5 separate regions of the Zea mays genome follow, and regions 1, 2, 3 and 4 are each linked to region 5. A link is a contact called in public Hi-C data. All regions are on one chromosome and are shown on one strand. Each heading gives the region's core, a stretch centred on a gene start, on an enhancer-like site or on the middle of the called end of the contact. The rest is flanking DNA. Distances are from core to core; before and after follow the strand shown.

Region 1 (4,746 bases), core at 1,006-3,505, 140 kb before region 5:
GATTTTGTGTCATAAGAACAAGGACTCCCAAACCTCCTTGGTTTTTCTGTCTATATGCAATTTGCTAGGCTCTCTACGATGACCTTTTTTGCATTTATGTCAGCACCTCTCATAAGTAGTGCTTTTTGTATTTGTTGATTTGTGAGTGCACCTATAGGGGGTGAATAGGTGATCCTGTAAAATCAAATACTAAATAGCACAAACTTGGTTTATAAATGTTAGAAAGAGTTAAGCCAAGTTGTTAAAGCGAGAACTCTTCACTTGATTGTTCCTTTAGAGTGAGTATTGAACTATGGAACAATAGCACAAGTGATTAAGCGAGAACTCGAGAGAAGAAACCAATCACACACAAGAGTGACACAAGAGACACGGTGATTTTATCCAGTGGTTCGGCCAAATATAACACTTGCCTACTTCCACGTTGTGGCGTCCCAATGGACGAGGGTTGCACTCAACCCCTTTCAAGTGATCCAATGATCCACTTGAATATCATGGTTTCTTCCTTATAGTAGTTTTCCCGTTTGTGAGGAATCTCCACAAGTTGGAGCCTCTCACCCTTACAAAGTTGATCACAACACAAAGCACAAGAGTAAGGAAGGGAAAGAAACACACACAAGACTTGAATCGCAGCAAGCACACACACACACAAGTCAAGACGTGAGCACACAAACACGGCGCAGGGAGTTTACAACTCAAACGGTGCTCAAATCTCAAACACGATGATTCGATTGCGTGGTTGCGGAGTCTAGGCGTCTTAGGATGTTTTGTGAATGCTTGGTGTATTGCTCCATGTGCCTAGGGGTCCCGTTTATAGCCCCAAGGCAGCTAGAAGCCGTTGGAGATCCAATTGAAAGGCAATTCTTGCCTTTTGTCGGGTGGCGCACTGGACAGTCCGGTGCACCACCGGACATGAACAGTAGCTGTCCGGTGCCCGATCTCCTTCCATATTGGACGCACCCGACTGTTGGACCTTTGGTCCCGTTGGCGCACCGGATGTCCGGTGTGACCAACTGACCGTTGGCGCGGGCCACGCGTCGCCCGCTGATTTCGCTGCCGACCGTTGGCACGGGCGCCTTTGGCACATCGGACAGTCCGGTGCACACCGGACAGTCCGGTGAATTTTAGCCGCAGCGCCACTGTCTTTTTCTCGAGAGCGACGAGTTCGTCGCCGAGCCAGCCTAGGCACCGGACACTGTCCGGTGCACCACAGGCTGGTGCTAGTTTGGCTAAACTCAGCCAAATCTTCTCCAACTCAATTTCTTTTGATTTGACAAGATTCCTGGCACTTAGATAAATATGTTAGTAGCCAAAAACAATTTACTAAGGCTGAAGACATACCTTGTTCTTTGATTTGCATCTTAGTACTTATGAACCAACGTATTTTGTGTTGGATATCTAATCACCAAAACATTTTTAGAAATGGCCCAAGGGCACATTTCCCCTTCAATTTGTTTGATCACCGAGCTTGGGAGCTTGAGAGTGCATATATAGAAAGTAGGTAACGACGAGAACACTAAAAAATGACCATTTGTAATCTCCTAGCTTGTGATAGGAACACTAAGATTGATGATATGTGTCGTCAATCTTTTGTATCAATGAAAGGAAAGCTTTTAGGATTAATTTAACTAAACTCATGGGCAGCCCAAGATATATGATGGGGAAAGTTCCAATCTGGCAGTTGAAGGTTTTTTTTACAACAGTTCCATTTTCTGATTAGACACATTTACCAGGTAGATATTCGACTTGTGTTAATTGGAGTAGAGACCCATATAATCTACAAAAAATAGTTTAAAATAGCCTTGAGGACAAACAATTGTTTTGGGCATGCTTCCATAATATGGATGTCGTCGTCCGCATATTGAATAATTGAGAAGTTATGTCCACATCTTTGCTATACAAGTAGTCTAAGAAGGCTAAGGTCTTTTGCTTTGTTTATTATTGATTGTAACAAGTCAGTTGCTAGGATGAATAGAAGTGGTGAGAATGTTTATGATGACCACGTGTTTAAGTTTGTCAAACGCTTTTTCAAAGTCCAAATTTTAGGATGATCATTTCTTTTTTGGACTGTTTGCATAAATGTATGTATCCAAAAGAGCAAGCCACTCAATCCATAACGATTTATGTGAATGAGCTCACCCTCTACAGTTGGCCAACAGTTTGGTTAGAAGTTTCACGAGCGAATTCAAGAGTGAGATTATAATCACTACCTCAATAACAATAAAGGTGTCTTATTTCATAGGACAATGTGGGACCCATTTATGCTTTGCAAATCATACTGTTTCCAATAATTATAGTTGGTCACTATACACGGTTTTTAGCAGACATGGACTCTTGCGTATTTTCCAATTTACAAAAGGAAAAATATTAAAAAATAGTAATAAAAAAGGGAAAAAAAACAATGGAGACATCGTCGTCGTCTCCTTCCTCCCTCCTTCCTGGTCGCCCATGGATTATTCCATAGATACGACCTAGCTGCGCTGCTACAGCCCCCGCATTTCCCTTCCCCCAATCCTCTCCTCCACGAACACGCCCTCCCTTTTGCCCGTTCCCAGCCTCGAACGGCAAATCAAAAGGCAGATATATGAGCTCTTGGTCATCGTCTCCACGCCCCATTGGTAGCCGCCTCTGAAATTCCTATAAAAAAAGATATATGGGTGGAGCCATCACCCACGCCGCCAAGATCCTGTCTTCTTGCGCGGCCAGCTCGTAGCTCCACGCCGGATAGATAGAAGAGGCCAACCTTTCCTCCCCGCTTGCTCCCCTTTTCTTTCGGCAGGATTGCACATCTTCCCCCACGTGACACCTGAGAAAGTGAGAGCACAGATTTCTTCTTCCCCTTGCTGCTGCCGTTTCTCGTTTCCGTTCCTCTCTGCTCGTGGGTTTGTCATAGATAAACCTCGCATAAAGCTTCGTTCCCTCGGCTCTTGGTCCCAATCGGCAGGGCTCCTCCGCTTACCCGCTCCAATTTCTCCCCCCCCCCCCCCCCCCCCCCCCCCTGTTCTTCTGTCTCCAACCCGCGGGAATCCTTGAGGAGTTGCAGGAATTTGTAGCGAGAGGTGATTTTCTTTTTTTCCTTTTGACCGGTTCTTGATCGCCGTATCCCCAAATTTCTCACCTTTTCTCCGGGTTTTCCGGTTTTTTGTCCAAGAACAGGCTCCTTTCCTGCTGCGGAGGCCGTCGTACGGTTCTTGATCCGGGGAGCACACCTGGGGCGCGCCAATGCAGCCGGACCCGAGCGGGAACACCAATGCGAAGGCGAAGCTGCCGTTGATGGCTCCGGCGCCGTCGTCGGGGCGCCCGGCGTCCGTGCTGCCGTACAAGACGGCGAACGTGCGGGACCACTATCGCATCGGCAAGAAGCTGGGGCAGGGGCAGTTCGGCACCACGTACCACTGTGTGGGCAAGGCCGACGGCGCCGAGTACGCGTGCAAGTCCATTCCCAAGCGCAAGCTGCTGTGCCGGGAGGACTACGAGGACGTGTACCGCGAGATCCAGATCATGCACCACCTCTCCGAGCACCCCAACGTCGTCCGCATCCGCGGCGCCTATGAGGACGCGCTCTTCGTGCACATTGTCATGGAGCTATGCGCCGGCGGCGAGCTCTTCGACCGCATCGTCGCCAAAGGCCACTACAGTGAGCGCGCGGCAGCGAACCTCATCAAGACCATTGTCGGGGTCGTGGAGGGATGCCACTCGCTCGGGGTCATGCACCGGGACCTCAAGCCGGAGAACTTTCTCTTTGCCAGCACCGCTGAGGAAGCCCCACTCAAGGCCACTGACTTTGGGCTGTCCATGTTCTACAAGCCCGGTATGCGCGTTTCTTTCCTTTTACATTCCTCAATGCCCCAATTTGGTAGGTCAACTGCTGCTGTTTACTGTTTCCATCTGATGCAAGGTAGTTAATTGCTGTGTCGGAATGACCTTTTTAGATTGTTATAAAACATTGACACTTGATATAATGTCTTGGTAGGAGAACAGATACAAAACCATGCTGAAGCTCCTAGTTTCGTTTTGAAATGGGAATGAGTTACTGAAACTGTTAATAAAAGCTTACAAGAAGCCATTTGTGGTTTCGAGATGGTGATTTATGATCTACTATTTTGATGTGCTTGGTACAATGGTATTTGCATTCTAAATTGTGCTCGGTTTGACTCTTGTATTGATGTTCTCAGTGCCCCCTTCTGCTAAGATTCTTTATGATGCAAGCTGCTCGTTTCCATTTTCCCAGGTGATAAATTCTCTGATGTCGTTGGAAGCCCTTATTATGTTGCACCAGAGGTACTTCAGAAATGTTATGGTCCAGAAGCTGATGTGTGGAGCGCAGGGGTAATTCTGTACATTTTGCTTTGTGGTGTCCCTCCATTTTGGGCAGGTAATGTATCTGTCATTCAAACCAGCATCTAAATCTCTTGTCACTGCAAATTCACATGTTTTCCATTATGTTATATGGTCTTCTTTCAGAAACTGAGTCTGGAATCTTCAGGCAGATTATGCGAGCCAAACTTGATTTTGAATCTGAACCCTGGCCCAGTATTTCTGATAGCGCTAAGGATCTGGTCCGCAATATGCTTACTCGGGATCCTAAAAAGAGATTTAGTGCTCATGAGGTTCTCTGTAAGTACATTCCTTTCCTCATCTATCTCATGTAGCTGAGTTGTGGATACATTTCCTCGGTGCTACTGCTACATGGGATATGCATTTTTTATTTCCTCATAGTAATAGCTTTGTCTATTTCAGGCCACCCAT
Region 2 (4,367 bases), core at 1,471-3,970, 190 kb before region 5:
ACCCCTAATGGGCTCCAACACGATACACGGACTAACAACCCAATAGACTGTGTCACAGCACCGAAATATGATCTGAACGCTAACTTGTTTTGATGATTCCTATTGACTCCAGATGAATTTTAAGTTGGTTCTAGTTGGGTTGGAAAACTTATCTCCTTACCTTTCCATCCGTTTAAAGCCTAACCTAATTAGAGTTCGGATGCTTCCCGGGCGTCCATTTTAGTGTAGACTAGTTCTGGACTCCGAGGTCGAGATGAAGTTGAGTCGGACTTGGCTTTCTCTTGTTGTGAACGTCCTAGCTTTTCCCCATTTATGTCTTGGCCTTTCCCAAGTCCTAGCTGGTCCTCTCCAAGGTTTCTAATCATCAAAACAACCATGGCACCAAGCGTAAGCTCTAAAATACAATTGACAAGGTTAGAACGAACCTGTAGATTTAGCTGTCATGCACGTGATCGTGTTGTCGGTCCATGCATTGTTTGTATGGAAATGATGTCCTCATCAAAGCAGAATTCCTAGAATGAGATTCTTCATTCCCATGAATATAAGCATGATGAACAACAATATGAGAATGAACTTTCTTCTTGCTCTATTTCCAAGAATTCATCCTTCTCGTTAATCGTTTTTACTAGTTCATTAATTTTCTCTATTTGTTCAAAGCTAAGGCCTTTAAGGAGCAAAGACAAAACATCATCATCACCACTAGAGTTACCCTCATCATCGGATGTAGTATACTTAGGGGTTTCTCTAGGGTGTACCTTCTTCTTGCTCTCCTTGGCCATGAGGCACTTGTGGTCGATGTTGGGAACCTTGTTAATGGTGATGTTGGTGACATGTTCATCGGAGAGTCAGAGGAGCTCTCGTTAGAGTCCCATTCCTCCCCGACGTGCGCCTCGTCGTCCTTCTTCTTGTGGAAGATTTTTTCTTCTCCATTCTCTTCTTTCCCTTCTTCTCGTCGTCCCTATCATCATCACTAACATAGGGACATTTTGCAATGTAATGACTAGACGTACCACAACAGTAGCAAACCCTCTTGGAATATGGTTTGTACTCCTTGCCCTTCTATTGCTTGAGGATTTGCCGGAAGCTCTTGATAATAAGGGCCATCTCTTCATTATCAAGCTTGGAGGGGTCTATTGGAAGCCCTTGCTTGGAATGGTCTCCTCCTTCTCTTCCGTCGCCTTGAATGCAACAGGTTGTGGCTCGAGTGTGGAGGAGTTGCCATGGGCAATGTTCTTCACATGTCTAGAGTCTATGACCATAAGCTCAAAGCTCACAAACTTCCCAAGCACCTCTTCGGGGGTCATCATCTCGTACCTAGGATTTTCACGCAATAATTGAACAAGATTTTATACATAATATATTTATATTTACAGTTGGTCGTATGAGAAAGATATTTATGTACTAAATTTCTACTATAGGGGAACGAACTGAAGAGCGTGTTACAAGTTGCAGTAGATTAGTGATACATAAAATCAATTATCACTCCTCATTCTAAAAATTTGAGATAGACTTATGTAAACCTTAGAAAGTGGTGGAATGTTAAATTCTAAAGGAGATACAAATGGGCCCTCAGGGTTTGATTTGGTGACAAGAAGATCACGAGGATTGGAGGGGATTGAGAGGGATCCCTCCGTGATCTCTGGTCACCAAATCACCCATGTATGAAATTTGTTACTAGCTAGAGTGTTATGCTACAGAAAAAGAAGTGCTTCGTGCATGTCTATATTCATGACAAGAAACTTTGTAGGTTGAGTCATAGTGTTTTGGTATTCAATGGTAAGGCTGGTGTCAATGGAGGCTATAGGCGGGGCGAGATGGACTTGATGTCGCTCGGCCGCAGGCAGGAGCGCGGGGCGACATTGCTCACGCCCGACGAGAGCGGGTGACGCGCTGGAGCGCGTTCTCGGACGAGAGGAGGGCAAGAGGGAGACGAGACACGGTCGACACGCTGGCCCGGGAGAGACATCGGGCGAGAGCGACAATCTAGCCGTTTTATTGTTTGGAGTCTAAAAAATTCAAAAAACTGCAAAAAAATCATTTTTTTTATCTCTAATACTTCTATAAATTTTCATGTGCTTTTCTTTTAATTATTATACACTTTGTATTTTTAATTTAATAAAAAAATGCGTTGTTCGATTTCTGAGTGTTAAAATAAATGTGCGTGAATTACTTAATTCTAAAATAGAAAAAACTGATGTTGCTATAGATTGAGGCTATATCCTGCTACAGGCTGTGCACTAGAATCGAGGGTAGAGTCGAGAGCTGACATGACAAAGGAGAGAGAGATAGTGCACTGGAATTAGCTTAAAATGACTCCTACATATAAGTTTTTATAATTAAGGAGGAGGAGATATAAAAAAAGATTATACCATTTTGGAAAGTTCATCGACGTGCAACATTGGACATCACCGATTTGCTTGGCTTTAATTCATATCAATTTCTACTATTTCTATATTGATATTGTCTCTATAGATTACAACTATAGCAATCCAAACAACTTTATTCAGAAGCCAACAGCTCTGACCTCTGATCGCTGTTCATCCAAAAACAAAGCAAACTCACCCCTTTACGTTGTTCTATTCTATTTCTATAAAGTAGTACAAGAGATTTTGCTTTATCAACGGGCCACAATTTCTTTCCAAATTTTTCGGAGGCCTGTCCACCACCGAACCACCACCCCGCGCGCCGAGCTCACCCCGATCCAGATCCACCAGTCGTCCCTCCGGTCTGCGACGGGCGCCCTCCTCCTCGTCCTCACGCGCCTCCGGAAGCCAGTGCCTGCGCAGTGAAGCATCCATCTGCCTCTCCTCTCGTCGGTAAGGACGACGGACGGAGCTGCTTTTTCCTATTTCATTTTCCGATTTCGAGGAGGCGGCGGAATAAACCTGCTGTTTTATTCGTCTGCCACTCCCACGATGAGCATATCCCTGAAATCTAAAATCTCTCCGCATTAGGATCCGGGGCCGGCCAGGCGGCGGCAGCATGAAGCGGGTGTCGTCGCACGTCTCCCTCGCCTCCGAGGCGGAGATCAACCTCGATCTGTCGCGCCTCATCATCGACAAGCCCAGGTTCACGCTGGAGCGGAAGCGCTCCTTCGACGAGCAGTCGTGGAGCGAGCTCTCTCACCGCCAGAACGACGGCTTCGACAGCGTGCTGCAGTCGCCGGCATTCCCCTCTGGTGTCTTTGACTCGCCCTTCTCCGTGGGCACGCATTTCGGGGGGCCGCACCCGCTGGTCAATGAGGCCTGGGAGGCGCTCAGGAAATCGGTCGTCTACTTCCGGGAACAGCCCGTCGGTACTATTGCTGCCGTAGACCATGCGTCGGAGGAAGTGCTCAACTATGATCAGGTATGCCAATCGGGCTTCACTGAACATCAAAAGTCTGTGGAAACTGGAAACAGAGGAATCTTTTTTTTCTTTTCTTTTGTTTTGAGCATTATGATTACTGCCGTGTTATTTACATATTACAACAAATAGTAGCACATAATTTGTCTACTTGGCTAGTATTTGTTGTAATATGTAAGCTGGCAAGTATAGTGATTTCCATTGCTCTTAGGATCTTATCGAATGTACTAGAGCTAGTTGGCTAAAAAATTGCTAGTGGAATTAGCTGGCCAAGGCTGTCTTCGGTGGATCCTATAAAATAGGGGACGTGATACTGTAGGTGACACTGTTTGACATTGTTTGCAGAGTGAAGTTTGAAATAGAGGATGTGATAGGGGAGCTGCTAGAGACGGCCTAACAAATAACTAGCTAACCATTAGCTAATTTGCTAAAAATAGCTAATAGTTGAATTATTAGTTAGACTGTTTGGATGTCTTCAACTAATTTTCATAGCTAACTATTATCTCTAGACTTTTAGTGCATTCAAACATGACCTTACCTGTATAGGAACTGGACAATGGAAACCGGCAAGTATTAATCAGTTTCTAGTAACTTGTATAGAAACTGATTAATATGTATACAAATACTTGTATAGAAACTGATTAATGCTAGAACTGGAAACAAGTACAGACTGAGCAATGGAAACTGGCTCTTACCTAGTCCTAGTGATTACCATTGCTCAGTTTCTATACTTGTTTCCACTATATATATTTTTTCTTTTCAGGCTATAATTTAATACACATATCATGATTAATAAGCACTCAATTTTCTATTTAGGTTCGACATTGTTTTGAGCAATAATTTAGATATAGGGGGGGGGGGGGGGGGGGTCAGTTTAAAAGTGTCAAGAAAAAAAAAGATATCTGTTTAAAATTATTAAACTTGATGTAAGATTAAACAACTATAAATCATTTTTTCATTTTAGAAAAGTTTTAATTGTTTAAATCGAGGATAAAAGAAAACATTATTAATAAACTTAATGA
Region 3 (4,455 bases), core at 1,887-4,386, 150 kb after region 5:
GCAGTCGTCGTCGCTAGCAGGCCGCCGTCGCCGCCACGACATGCCTCGCCAGAGCCCGCAGCGGCCGTCTCAGGATCCCGCAGCTGACTCCTCCCGCGCCCGACGCCGCTAGCGCCTGCCCCCGCCCGCCGCGACACGCCTCACCGGCACCTACGTCGCCCGCCACCGACCACGCCGATGTCGCCATCGGATTAGTGAGTATTCTTTATAGTACAATTTTGTAGATACATGGATTGTTTGCTAGTAGTCAATTTTTAGGATTAAATGATTTGTATGTTAAATATTGTTTAGTTTGTTATGTCCGACGACCGGAATATGATTATGTAATTAAATTAGCTTGTTTTAGTTTATTTAGTGGTGCTTAGATAATTTAAATGTTTAATTTCTAAGGGTGATTATTATGCCCTCGAAAATAAGGTTATTTTATATGATTTGACACCCATGACAATGTTATTTTGTATATAATATTGTATTGGTTATTTATTAGTTGAACAACGTAATAATATACGATGGTTCTAGTTTTTCGTAGTGTATCTTAGTGTCAACAAATGAAACCTAGACGCCACTCGTTTTGGCCCAACACACCTCACATGCGACGCATGTGAAGTGTGTTGGGCTGGAATTGTCCCTTTATTGGATAGCCTTGGGTTGACCGACAGAATCCGTGTTTACGACAAAGACATGTGCTCCTGCGTAGTTTCGATAGCATAACTCCTCTGTTCTCCAATTGCACCATTTTTAGGCGCGCGATTGGAGAACAATGGGGTTATGCTGCCAAAATTTTCACGAGCGCATGCCTTGTCATAAACACGGGCTCCTCGGTCACTCCTAGTGGGTTTAGGACCTATCCTTTCATATATATGTAGGGTTGTGATTTACTTAACTAATTAAGTTAACGTCTCGTATCTAGTATGGTGGAGGATCGTCGATGGATGTATGAAGGTTGGAAGAAGAGAGGTGCTCTATCAAGTGAGTGGGTTGCCAAGACTGACGCGTTACTCGACCATGCTTTTGCACGACCGGAACCGATGTTAGGTGACCTTGTAGAAGTGTCGGAACATTTATTTTCTTGACATGAGTACTATGTCGATAGATCTTTGTAAGAACGGTTATATGCCTGCCTATGAGGTGTGCGTGCACCATGGTGAGGACCCACCTCCTCGTATTGTATCGGAAGTTCAGTCACATGAAGAGGGAGACTACGATAGTATGGAACAGATGATTGACGATGTACGCCATGAGCTTCTACCCATCGATTCCAAGAACCCCGTCAACCCCCCTCCCAATTATGAGGGTTCTCCTACGCCTAAGGTTCAGAAGTTCTTCGAGCTCCTTAAAGTTGCTGAAGTGTCGTTGCACAAGCACAAGAAAGTGATCGTCCTTGTGTTCATGACTCGACTTATGGCTATTAAGTACAAGTTTGCATTCTCAAACAACTGCTACAAGGAGCTTCTGAACTTGATCAGTGATGTACTTTCGGAGAATTACCAGATGCCAAAGGACATGTACCAGTCCAAGAAGTTGCTCTTGGGTCTTGGTATGGACCACGAAAAATTGATGTCTGTGAAAATAACAGTATGCTTTTCTGGAAGGAGACTGCAAGTGAGAAGAAGTGTATAGTATGTGATGAGTGTAGATTCGTAGAGGTTGAAAACGACGATGGTTTGACAATGACGACCGAGGTAGCATGTAAGCAACTTCGTTACATGCCTCTTATCCCTGGGGGCCTCTGTCGGTACCCTAAACATGGGGTATCCACTCCTGCTGGGTCAATACAAGACCCCATGTGGCTGCCCATAGAAGGGAATAATCAACAACTTCGATCATAGGTATGGGTCCCCACGGACAGGACCCGGACATCCACATGGGCCCACTGAATCCCTAGAAAGGGGGTCTGGAGCAGCTCCATGTCCCTAGAGTAAAAACACTCTTTGACTACAAGTTCGTTTCCAGACCTCCGGGAGTGGTTCTGGACCCCGCGTGTGTCATCAAGACCTAAGCCAAGTGAGATCCAGTGCTGCCACGTGTATGAATCATTACAGCTAGGGCCTAGACCCCCTCAAGCATGTTTCGGACCCCTAGTCGGGGAGGTCCGAGGGTGCCTCGTTGCCACACGTTCCCAGATTTGCTCCCTGCCTAGGCAGAGGTCCGGTGCCGACGCATGGCCGGGGACGCCTTACGTATGCCTCTTGACATGGGGTTCGACATCATTAAGTGCGGACGAGATACGTGTTTGCCCGCGCCAGTGGCAAGTGGTGTGCGGCCCGCATTAAATGCATGCGACGTGCGAAGTCCGCAAGGTCTGGGCTACGCCAGTAACCCGCGTGTTACCGAGGTAGGACCATTGACTCAATGCGTCGCAAGGACGCCCCTCATTATGGCTCTTGCTGTTCCCCGCAAATTACTGAGGCAAGGTGGAACAGGTGGAGGGGACATGATGACAACGTCCATACACCCCTACACACGACAACGTATCAACCTACGCCACAACTTACATCAAAGCCTACGCTCGAGCTCCGATTAGATGGGGCAAGAGAATAGTGGGCCAAGAGATCCCCACGAAGACCAAGAAGAGATATCTGACCGCTGTAGAGAAGATCTTGGTTGACCAGGATTCATCGCCCATCTTCTATATATACTTATTAGATTATTGGGCCCACTTTTTGAGACTCGGTCACCTTGTAGGTGCCTCCCTTGGACTATAAAAGGGAGGCACACTCCCACAGTGGGGGACAATTTCAACTCACAGGCTAGATGCTCTCGCTGAGGCAATACAACGCTCAAATATGGAGGTAAGGTATTACGCTCCGGCGGTCCGAACCACTATAAAATTCTTGTGTACTTGTGGTCATCCACCTTAGCAGGTAAACCTCATAGCCCCGCCTCATCTTAGGATCAAGACGAGTGCATTCTGCCACCCAACCGGAGTTTTGCACTCTGTCATCCATGATTAACAATTGTTTACTTTAGCATCATATAAACGCATCATGAAAATAGATTCAACAAATTCATCTTATCATTTAGTTTTTAGCTATACAATTAATTTTATAATTATACCATATTTAATACTTTGAACCAAACAAACAAGCCTTCGTAGTGCCTTATTAACAGGTCCCAAAGCGCTAGGAGGGGCCCACGTATAGGAAGAAACAAAAAGGGAACAAATAAACAAATCTGAGCCCCGTACCCGCATCCGGACCGAGGCTCGTCTCCGTCTTCCCAACAAAAAAAAAACAACTGCTATGAATCCGTCCCAGGAAAAATAGAGCAACTTGACCCCATTCATCCGTCGAACACACTGCACCTGTTAGTATTATAGCAACAGTATTTCAGTACCAGTGCTCAATCTAGGCAAAAGCCCGCAAGCGCACAGTTAACAACACGCTACACGCCTACACCAGCATCGCTTGCTGAGTACACTTGAGCGACACTGTGTGAGCTGTGGTTGAATAGTTGAGAAAAAAAAACTCAAAAAGAAAAGGCTACGCCTCTAGCTCGAGTGGGGAGAGAGAGAGTGAGAGACGAGACGGGGAGGCAAAGGCACCACGAGCCACTCTAGAGACGCCTCCTCCGTTTGTTCGAGCTGCCTGGGCGGGAAAGAGAAAGCGAGACCGAGACCGCAGGGATTGAAAAAAGAGGGTGCAAAAGCAAGGCTCGGATTCTTGCGGGGCGAGCGACTCGTTTCTCGTCTCTGCGCTGCGAGCGAGGCTCCTGCTCCTCGCGGTCTCGCTTCCCTCCAAGTTCCAATCCAGCACCGGGCGCCACCGCTAATCAGGTACGGCGGTTCTTCCTGTTGCCTCTGCATCTCTCTCGTGGGGTGGGTCCGGGGGCAATGCCGGGTGCTGTTCTTGCGCCTTGTACTCGCGTCCCCGCCGATTTCTGTCCACCAACACCAACAGGGGAAAGGGGACAGGAGCAGTAGCGCTTCCGGACCCGTTGGAAGTAAAAACCGAAGCTTTAATTTTTTTTGTCTGGCGTTCCACGCGGTTCTTGTGACGGTTGCCATTCCCTACTGGCTGGGCTGTGGTCGCAGGTATTAATGCTCTCCGTTTCGCTTTTTCTTGCGCCGCCCCCGTTTCTTGAATCTTGGCTGGTTGTTCCTTTTTTTTCCTGAAATTATTTTTTGGTGGGGTACCGGGTGGGCACAGATGCTGTCCTGCACCCTCCTCCTGGCGATTTTCGTTAGGGTTTTGGTCTGCATTGTGTCTCCGATGTGGGATTTTGCTGAGATTTGGTGATGGGCGAAAGCTGAAGTTTTTCTAGCCCCGCAATCTTTCTCCCTCCGGGTTTTCTGCGGATTTCATCTTTCTGCATGCGGAGTGTGTTTGACTGAGATTTTCGGTGGATTTGAAGGAAGAAATCTCAGTTTTTTCTAAAGAAAACCATTAATGTTGATCTCCGGGGAATTTGAGCCTTTGTCTCATCCCTCCGCTACATTTTTGTAGGATTCTGGAG
Region 4 (4,579 bases), core at 1,064-3,563, 180 kb after region 5:
GAAAAAAATTCGAAAGCACCTCCCCTATACGGTGAGGTTTCTAAAACCTGCAAATAAACATACAACACGATGGCTGGCATGCACATTCACAAACAAAAGAACAACACGATGGATCACGTGGACATACACATTCACTACGTAAACAAGTTTGCAAAAATCGTTAGGGTTTAGACATCAAAAAATCACATGTTGTTCATCGTACCTATGAGGTTCGGTGGATACAACCATACATGTTCAAGGTAAGGTAATGGTTCAATAGGTTACTACGAAAACAACTACACATATACATATTCACCACCACACATATACAACAACTACATCAAACAATACAAATTTTGACTAAAATTTGAACCAACAACCCTAAACCATAATCACACTTCGTTTAGTTTAAATGATCTAATGCTAAAAAAGATAAATTTTACCTGTGAAACGGTCGACTACGATGAAGGGCCGGCGGTGGATGGCAATGGGGGCATCAGGCACTGGCGACGGGGGCGGTGTAGCAGGTGGCACGGACCGTGGTGGGCTCGCTGACGGTTAGGGATGCACTCGAAATGCATGCCTGGGTTTTTTTTGCTTTCTTTGCATTGAACAATGGGTCAACTTCTCGTAACCCTTCTCCCAATCCCCATATATCATCTTCCATGCTCATTGCTTTGCCCTCCATGCTTTCCCATACTTGATCCTATAACCAAACAACTCCCAAGTCATGGTCATAATTGACTTTACCTTCAAGTTTGGCTGACCCTTCAATGTCACCAAAAGCCTTTTCTCAATTAGGGTAGATGTCAACTGCCGATGCTTAGAGCTTAGCTCTGTTTGGGCACAAGTGTGTGGACCTACATTTTTTGTGATCTTAAACTTTCCAGTTTCCTTCTGCTTGTGGGCACATACCCTCCAACTACAATCTGACAACTCGCACACAACTGTGTAACGTCATCGTGCATACGAGTGTCTCACCTTGTAAGGTCTCTTGCGATTCACAAAATATTCCTGTAGCCATCGTCTCAGTGTAGGCAAGTCCTTAAAAATTAAGCCTTTCTTAATCTCAATGTTGTTAGCGTTATCCAGAGCTTCTAGTAGCTCATCATCTCATCCTTCTGCATATGCACCATTGGAATGACTTAAACTGCTAAATTTATGTACTGCAGGGTCGTCTTCAGAGCCAATGGAGATCAACTGTCGGAATATTGTACTAGATGTAACATGGGACAATAAACCCTCAATCAATATGCCAGGATCGTTTAAATTACAACAAATCTCCTCACAAGCCCTAGCAAAAATCTGGCCAAAAGAGGGCTTTTCATCGAACATCACCATCACCTTCTTCATTCCATCAAAACTAACATTCCCATAAACATCTTCCACAACGCTTCCTCCATGGTATGGTGTCACTAGGGTGTCCATCTATTGCAAACACGGATTCATAACTCAAAAGCTATTAAAGATGGAGCGGCGACCGGCGGCGGGGCTCAGCGTATGGGGCGAGCAGGGCTTGGCGTAGGGGCAAGCTGAGCTTGGCGTAGGTGGCGACGAGAACCGGCGGTGGGGTGGCCGGTGGCGAGCTCGGCGGCTAGGGGTGAAAACTGTCGGTAAACATTAAAACCATTTTCCTTTTCATATTTATTATCAATGGTAAAATACCAAAAAAACGGTAATTTCCGAAAATGGTCGGAAGAGGACCAAACCGTTTTTGTTTATGATTTTTTCTACCGATTTCGTTTCCGTATTTTCGATAACTGTTTCCATTTTCGTTTAGACCTAAATTTCGGTAAAACTTTGAAAACGATTCCTGGCATCCGAAAATTACCATTTTCGTTTTCACCCCTATCGTCGGCGAAACCGATGTGTAGTCTCCGCGTTGCGAGTGAGAGAGGAAGGAGTGGCGCGCGGGGAGAGAGAAGGACACGATGGCTGCTTTACTCCCTAGCTTGACCCCAAGATTCGTGGCGCTGAGCTAGGGGGCCCACGTCGGTGTCGCGTGAGCCCTACAACGCGCGTCACGTATCTCGACGTTATAGGCTGTGGTGCCGAGACTTGTTACTTCGGCGCACGACCTATGATGTCAAGCAAAGAGTATAAAAATGACAGTAAGTCGTGCATGAGTTTAAATGTGAATTTTTTTTAATAAAAGGGCTAAAATAAAAAAAAATCGGGTGCCGGAGAGCCTAGGGGCAAAACTGGGAAAACCACGGTGGGCCCTAGTCGGTCTGGTGTTTGGAGATTTTCAGATCAGATCGGGGAGTGATAGGGGTAGTCGCAACAAAAAGAAACCAAACTCGGCTCGAGAGAGATCGCATCTTGCCTGCCCACCCAAGCTTCCCTTTCGTTCCTCCTCGCCCCAGCGACGCGGCCTCCCGTAGACCGAGCAAGGCAACCCACCACTGAGAGGCACGCAGAGGAGCAGGAAGCCGGAGACCAAGATGTCGTCGGTGTTCAGCGGCGATGAGACGGCCCCCTTCTTCGGTTTCCTCGGCGCCGCCGCCGCCCTCGTCTTCTCATGTTCGTCCCGCTTCCCCATACTCCTCTTCCACTCGCACGCTCGAGCGATTCCGTACCCGAAGCTCTAGTTTTTTTTTTTCCCGAATAGAGCTTCTGTTTCTCACCATCCATTTCCCGATCTACCGCTGGGGCTCCGTGGTTTGGCTCGATCTGGCCAAACTCCGGCCTCCGGTCAGCTCGATTACGGGCGCGCCGGTGCTGGATCTGCCCGTTGCTCCGCTAGATTTGGTCCGATCGGGTGTGGGATTTCAGAAATCGACAGCCTTTTCCCGTCAGACAGGCAGGTCCTGACTACGCTGTTCTTTTGCTTGATCCGATGCAGGCATGGGCGCAGCGTACGGGACCGCGAAGAGCGGCGTCGGCGTGGCGTCGATGGGTGTGATGCGGCCGGAGCTCGTCATGAAGTCCATCGTGCCCGTGGTCATGGCTGGTGTGCTCGGTATCTACGGGCTCATCATCGCCGTCATCATCAGCACTGGGATCAACCCCAAGGCCAAGCCCTACTACCTTTTTGATGGCTACGCTCACCTTTCGTCCGGGCTTGCCTGTGGCCTTGCTGGGCTTGCAGCTGGCATGGCCATCGGCATTGTTGGTGATGCTGGAGTCAGGTAAAGCTCCCTCTCTCTTTGTAGTGGACATCATATATTTACTATGTCCTTTTCCTACTATCTACTATTCAATGCCATGGCCAGAATGTTGATATTGTGCTATTTGAGTGCTACAAGGTTAATACACCTAGAGAGCCCACATTTTATCACCATAAAAAAAATTGACCTGCAGGGGTAAGAGAGCTCCGGGATTAAGAACAAGACCTTCTCATGGAGGTCAATAAAAACCCTCGAATCCCTGCCCCACTTTTAGTCATGTGAGAACGGTTGCTACTGAGGCCGGGCCTTATACCAATGCTTTGGCGTGGGATAGATAGGAGGATTTTTAACCTCAACTTAAATTCGCTCCCATGTGGAGTCGAACTTAGGACCTGATGAGTGCTATGCTACTAAGTCCACGTAACCAACTCAGCTAGAAGATCTAAATCCATGTACTATAGGTAGGTAGTGGCATTCAAATTCTTATTATTAGTCTAATATCTTTTGTACTGTTGGTCTTGCACATGAATTTTCGTCTTGGGTCGTCAAACAATCGAAAAATAAAATGTCTAAAATTATTCCCCCTACTGTACAATTAATAAATATTCTTTCTGACTTGGAACTATTCCCTGTCATTTTAATGATAGCATGTGTTTACTCTACGTCATGCTCCTGTTTTGTTTTGATATTGCACTTTCTAAAACATTTTCCTTTAATTGAGAAAATAGTGTTGATTAGAAGAACATGTAGGTATGTGTTTTCTTTCATCTGTATCTTTAAGCTCCCCATGCGTGTAAATAATAGTTGTTGGTTAGTGCACCGTAGATGTAGTGCTAACTGTCATATTATTGTATTTCTTTCTTACTGAAGTATGACCAACCTAAGTTTTACTGTTCTATGAACAAGATCATGCTCTTGGATGAGTATGCAAATTGATATATGACTATTTATAGGCTTATAAGACTATCTCCAGCAGCTTACACATACGCATACCCATATTCAAATTCCACTCTGCGAACAGTGTAGTCTACAATGCAGAACAGTGTAAAACAGTGCTTATGTGTAAACTTTGGGTGAACAAGGCTGTTAATGATCAACCTAATCTCCTTTCTTTGAGCGTTTCTTCTTTTAAGGAGGCAGTACATGCTTATTTGGGAATTGAAATTTTATTGACTTATTTTCTGGGCCACTGATTTCAGGGCGAATGCACAACAGCCGAAGCTTTTTGTGGGCATGATCCTCATCCTCATTTTCGCAGAAGCGCTTGCTCTGTACGGTCTCATTGTTGGAATTATCCTTTCATCCCGTGCTGGTCAATCCCGAGCAGATTAAGTGCACTACCATTCTGCGATTACCGTACTGTTTATTATGCTATTCTAAGAGAATTGAAACTCTATGCCCTTGTCTAGTTTATTCTTGTTACCATGTATTAATGAAACAATTTGTAGCTGAAGGAAGGTGACACTTCCAGCCATGTTGGTTTTGGCGGT
Region 5 (4,985 bases), core at 1,265-3,764:
GCGGTGGAATCAAACGACCTCCTGGCCGCAAAAAAGTTACACAATACTCTCTGTACAAATTTCGATAGCACCTCCAATGTACGATGAGGTTTCTAAAACCTGCAAACAAACGAACAACACGATAACTGACAGACACATTCACCAACAGACGAACAATAGGATGGCTAACATACACATGCACATTCACTACATATACTAACAACTGAATAACTAGCTAGTTCACTAAATAGACTAAATAACAAAAGTACTAATTAAAGATGTAACCTAACTAAGTTTCTAAAATAACTAACTAACAAACTAACTAGCTAATTTGCTAACTAACTAACTAATTTGCTAAACTAACAAATTTGCTAACTAACTAGCTAACTAACAAATTTACTAACCCACGTACTTGGAGGCGCGACAACGAGCTCTAGAGGCCTAGGGGGCGGAAGCGAAGTCCGAGAGCGTTGTGTGGCGGGCATGGGCGCAGCGAGCGACGACGTGCACGCGGCGACCGGGCGCGAGGCGCAGTGAGCAGGGGCACAGGCATGACGACGTCCAATGGTGGCGGTGGCGATGACAGGACAGAGACAGAGGCGCACGACGAGTGTGAGAGAAGACGAAGCACGTGTGAGAAGAAGGCCTTTGGCCCATATTCCCTAGCTTGGCGCACGACGAGTTTGAGAGAAGACAAAGCACGTGTGAGAAAGAAGGCCTCTAGCCCATATTCCCTTGCTCGGCGCTAGGCCAGGTCAGCCACCTGACAACCAGCGTGCGTCAACACGGGCAGTACCTCGGCGCCATAACCTATATCATCAAGTCGTGTTACCTTGGCGCCATGCCTATGACACCAAGTAAAGGGTCTAAAACATGAATTCTTCTTCCAGGGGTTAAACGTGATTTTTTGAAAAAGGGCTAAATTGCAAAAAATTGCCTAACTGCACTCACCTAGGATCAGTCACGCGCATGTCACTAAACTTGGTTTGCTCAACTGCTTCGCTTGCCTCCTTACCTGCTCAGGCTTTCATCGGGGTTGGAACACTAAATGTGGTTATGCCATTTTTTCTATGCACCTTGGTACGTAAAAGGGGTCAAGGCCGGCCAGTGAGACGATGGGCGATAAGCTTCATTGTGGAGATTTTACACTATAAAATTTAACAATTGAATCAGATTAGGATCAGGTTCTGTTCTTATTCATTTTTGAACTAAAATTATTTAAGAGTCCTAACTTATTGTAAAGAAATATTTGAATCGTGATTCATTACTACCCCTAGCCATAAACATATGTAAAGAAAATATATACATTGAGTATATATAATTTAATGTTAGAAAATTTTTAATGTAGATTTGTGCATTCTCTCGTATCTGTGGCATACCACTCCCTTTCTAAATTCTAAATTATAGTCTGCTTCATAGACCGGTTTAGAATACTTCCAGCTCTAGTAAATTTGATGAGTTAGTGGAGCAAGTCATTAGGTTCTCCAGGATATTAGGGCTCACAAGCAATGTCAAAGTTTACCACAGTTTCGCAGGATATCAGGGCCCACAGGCAAGGAAGCCCAAAAGAGCCAGCGATCATTCCTCTCCAAGGCTCCAAGACTCAGGCTCCAACTTTCCCGGCCGCCGCCGCCGTCGCGAATCCGCCGCCACCTACGCGGCCGCGGTCATGAGCTCCACTGCCGCTGTGGCCCTTAATCGTCGCACGCGCAGCCGGCCGCCGTCGGTCGCGTCTTCCCGCAGGTCTGATGATCCCACGGCCGCCGGCGCTGGCGCCCCCGCCAACGGCAACGGCAAAGTCTCCACCAAGCCCGCCTCCCCCGACCATACCTCGTAAGGCCGCCATAAGCCTTTTCTTTTCTCGGATTTTTCTCCCTCCTCCTCAGCTGTCACTAAGGTGCTGGGTTGGTTTCGTCAGAGGGGAGAGAACGGTCAAGAAGCTGCGGCTGTCCAAGGCGCTGACGATCGCGGAGGGGACCACGGTCTCGGAGGCGTGCCGACGGATGGCGGCGAGGCGGGTCGATGCCGTTCTGCTCACAGACGCCGGTGGCCTGCTCTCAGGCATCGTCACCGACAAGGTACCGTGTTCCTTCAGTTACATCAGTTTTGAATCTGTTGTACCAAACATGTTATGATTGGCTGGTAAGTTGTTTCGAACTTAGAAGGAATGAACTTTATGTGTAAAAATGTCATAGTTGTGGTAGTGGCTGCTTTGGATTGTACCCCACTCGCTCCCATAAGCCATAAAGCTTGCTTGTGTCCCAATCAAGTGACTGAACAGAATGCATTTCTTTAGTGTTGGACGCTTTGCACCATTACAACTTAGCTAATTCTATATTCTTTGTTTAAATTACTATATGCTTGAAATTTGCAACTGATGCCACTGTTCATGTTCTTGAGTTGAACTGTTATGCATTGATCTCTCATCTGTGTTTGGTTTGGACAAATCTGAAGCTGACTCAGCAGTATCTAACAACTAGGCGAAGTATATCCTCATGCTTCATTCTTTTCCTTTGAACTGGGATATAGGACATAGCTACAAGGGTCATTGCCGAGGGGCTGCGGGTTGAGCAAACAATCATCTCCAAGATTATGACAAGGAACCCTTCATATGTCATGGCGGACACACCTGCTATTGAGGCACTGCATAAAATGGTCCAAGGTATATGTGGACTACTGTTAATATAACTTCACATTCAAGAAAAGAAATAATGGAAATGTATATGCCTTATTTTTTATAGGATACTAAAGGAACATATTATTTTGTCAATAGTAGAAAGTTATTATTTGTCTCAAGCTTACTGCAATGACTTGGGACTTCGAATCATGTTGTATCTTAGCCACTGTATTAGTCTAGAGGGGCGTTGGTAGGATTGCGGATCCTACCAGGGATCTCCCTTAGCCTATAAGGATGAACAGTTGCGCGAGGGAGATGGGGCGCCATGGCTGACCTAGGCTGCGTGGGCAAGAGAGATTGATTCACACCAACTCCTGGCTCCCTCAGGGAAGCCAAAATAATTTGATTCTGCTTAATTCCACAGATGACCTCTTACAAGTATTTATATCCCAGCTGATGCTTATCTGATCTAAGGATAAGAGCTATGAGATCTCTTCTAATCCTTATCCAACTAACTAGAGATAATCTCTCTTTTTTATTAGCTAATCCTTATCTGATCTATCCTAGCTGATCCTGGCCGCATGTGGCCTGTGGCCTGGCCGTGGGCCTTAGCCCTCCTAGCCACTAATGTCCCTGCGCCTGGTGTAGGGGATGCCGGTCATAACAGGCGTAGTAATGGCAACTTCCATTGCTCCTGTGTTTCATAAGGAAAAGGAGGACCAGCATTTTCAAAGTGGTCCAGCATCTAAATTTGTTTAACATTTTAATGACATCATAAGGTTTAGTGCTGCATAGGCTAAACCTCATTATTTCAATGTTCCTTGAATAAACTTAATTTGAGGTATGTTATTCCTTTCTCTGAAGTTAATATGGTTTTTTTCTTATTATAGGGAAATTTAGACACCTTCCAGTTGTTGAAAATGGTGAGGTTATTGCGATGCTGGACATTGCAAAATGTCTGTATGATGCAATATCAAGACTGGAAAAGGCAGCAGAGCAAGGAAGTGCACTAGCAGCTGCCATAGAAGGGGTTGAGCGCCAGTTAGGTGGCAACTTCTCAGGTAACCATATTATTGTGTCAACTCTTACTCCATTCCTGCTTTATCTTTTTTTATCACCAGATGTTCATCAATGCACAAGAATTCACTGAACATCAGAACAAGCATATATTTTACTATTTTAGCCATATACACCAATTTCACCTATAAATTATGCTATCTAGTTCTTTGTTTTAAAAAAGGGCAGAACTAGTGTCAGAGGCTCCCAAATTTGTGGGGTTTGGGAAGGGATAAATCGAGGCTAGCCTTCCTCCCGCAAATGCGGAAAGGTTGCTTCGAACCCATGACCTAGTGACTCAGTGAGACAGCTCTTACCACTGCACCAGGCTTTTGTCTTTCTAGTTTTTTTTGAAGAAAAAATGCTTTTAACTATGCAATCACATGAAGCCAGGTCTTTTGTTGTGAACTTCAATGTTATATTGTATATATGTCTTTTCAGTTGGATGTACGTGTACTAAACTAGTTGCTGCTTTATGCACTTGCCTACAGAATTAACTGTTTTTGGATGCAGGTCCACACAATCTCTTAGAGACTCTCAGAGAACGAATGTTTAAACCTTCTTTGTCAACCATTATCACAGAGAACACAAAGTATGTTGTCACTTTTCTTTGATTCATTTATATTCTTGTGTAATTTTTTTTAGCAAAAGTTGATCTTGATAAAAATGCTTATGACTGTATTTACTTGCAGAGTAGCAACTGTTTCCCTTTCAGATCCTGTTTGTGTAGCAACCCGGAAAATGCGCGACTTACGTGTTAATTCAGTAATTATTATGGCTGGAAATTCGCTTCATGGGATCTTTACGTAAGCATTCCAACTTCATAACCTTTAATTTTCCCCTTTTTGATATTTTTTTAGTTAATAATGATATATGGTTGTGGATTTCAGCTCAAAGGATGTGCTGATGCGTGTTGTGGCCCAAAATCTTTCTCCTGAGTTAACTCTAGTAGAAAAGGTTTCTCCTGCAGATTTATGATTTGTATTCCAAAAGATGTTGAATTTTGTATTCATCCTAGACACACAGTGTCTACTATTTTGATCCAGGTAATGACTGCACACCCCGACTGTGCTACATTGGACACAACAATCCTTGATGCACTACATATCATGCATGATGGCAAATTCTTGCATATTCCTGTTCTTGATGGAGGTAAACTTTGATTCTTCTAGCCTAAGGTTGCCTGCTTTGATGCTTCCATTGTGTATCTGATTTTCCTTTTCCTTGAACAGATGGGCAGGTTGCTGCTTGCTTGGACGTTCTGCAACTTACCCATGCTGCCATTTCAATGGTCTCCCTCTTCATGGCCTGTGTGCTCTCTTTCTTAATCCAT

The links. Hi-C and Micro-C count contacts between places; a contact is called where the count stands out from the background.
Region 1: a contact with region 5 is called in a Hi-C map of ear, with 3 times the contacts expected there. The contact joins the promoter of LOC542703 here to the promoter of LOC100216607 in region 5. A contact is called at or near these places in 6 of 25 Hi-C or Micro-C datasets (ear, endosperm, leaf and 1 more).
Region 2: a contact with region 5 is called in a Hi-C map of ear, with 4 times the contacts expected there. The contact joins the promoter of LOC100280270 here to the promoter of LOC100216607 in region 5. A contact is called at or near these places in 7 of 25 Hi-C or Micro-C datasets (bundle sheath, ear, leaf and 2 more).
Region 3: a Hi-C map of tassel shows a contact between it and region 5, with 4 times the contacts expected there. The contact joins the promoter of LOC103654555 here to the promoter of LOC100216607 in region 5. A contact is called at or near these places in 6 of 25 Hi-C or Micro-C datasets (ear, endosperm, leaf and 2 more).
Region 4: a Hi-C map of tassel shows a contact between it and region 5, with 2.2 times the contacts expected there. The contact joins the promoter of LOC542441 here to the promoter of LOC100216607 in region 5. A contact is called at or near these places in 2 of 25 Hi-C or Micro-C datasets (ear and tassel).

What each region holds. Positions count from the first base shown.
Region 1 is chr4:210,944,491-210,949,236 of Zm-B73-REFERENCE-NAM-5.0, reverse strand. LOC542703 (calcium-dependent protein kinase 24) reads left to right here and starts at 2,255. Exons shown (of 8, transcript XM_008681406.4): 1 at 2,255-3,056; 2 at 3,154-3,808; 3 at 4,229-4,372; 4 at 4,462-4,614; 5 at 4,738-4,746. The coding sequence starts at 3,220.
Region 2 is chr4:210,994,024-210,998,390 of Zm-B73-REFERENCE-NAM-5.0, reverse strand. It overlaps LOC100280270 (Alkaline/neutral invertase CINV2), which reads left to right and starts at 2,720. Exons shown (of 5, transcript NM_001153198.1): 1 at 2,720-2,816; 2 at 2,955-3,348. The coding sequence starts at 2,983.
Region 3 is chr4:210,653,852-210,658,306 of Zm-B73-REFERENCE-NAM-5.0, reverse strand. It overlaps LOC103654555 (filament-like plant protein 3), which reads left to right and starts at 3,136. Exons shown (of 5, transcript XM_008681402.3): 1 at 3,136-3,775.
Region 4 is chr4:210,619,478-210,624,056 of Zm-B73-REFERENCE-NAM-5.0, reverse strand. LOC542441 (V-type proton ATPase 16 kDa proteolipid subunit) reads left to right here and starts at 2,313. Exons shown (of 3, transcript NM_001349564.1): 1 at 2,313-2,502; 2 at 2,825-3,110; 3 at 4,289-4,579. The coding sequence starts at 2,424. The coding sequence ends at 4,421.
Region 5 is chr4:210,804,138-210,809,122 of Zm-B73-REFERENCE-NAM-5.0, reverse strand. LOC100216607 (CBS domain-containing protein CBSCBSPB2) reads left to right here and starts at 2,514. Exons shown (of 12, transcript NM_001143020.1): 1 at 2,514-2,641; 2 at 3,487-3,657; 3 at 4,166-4,244; 4 at 4,345-4,458; 5 at 4,543-4,609; 6 at 4,699-4,804; 7 at 4,885-4,943. The coding sequence starts at 2,572.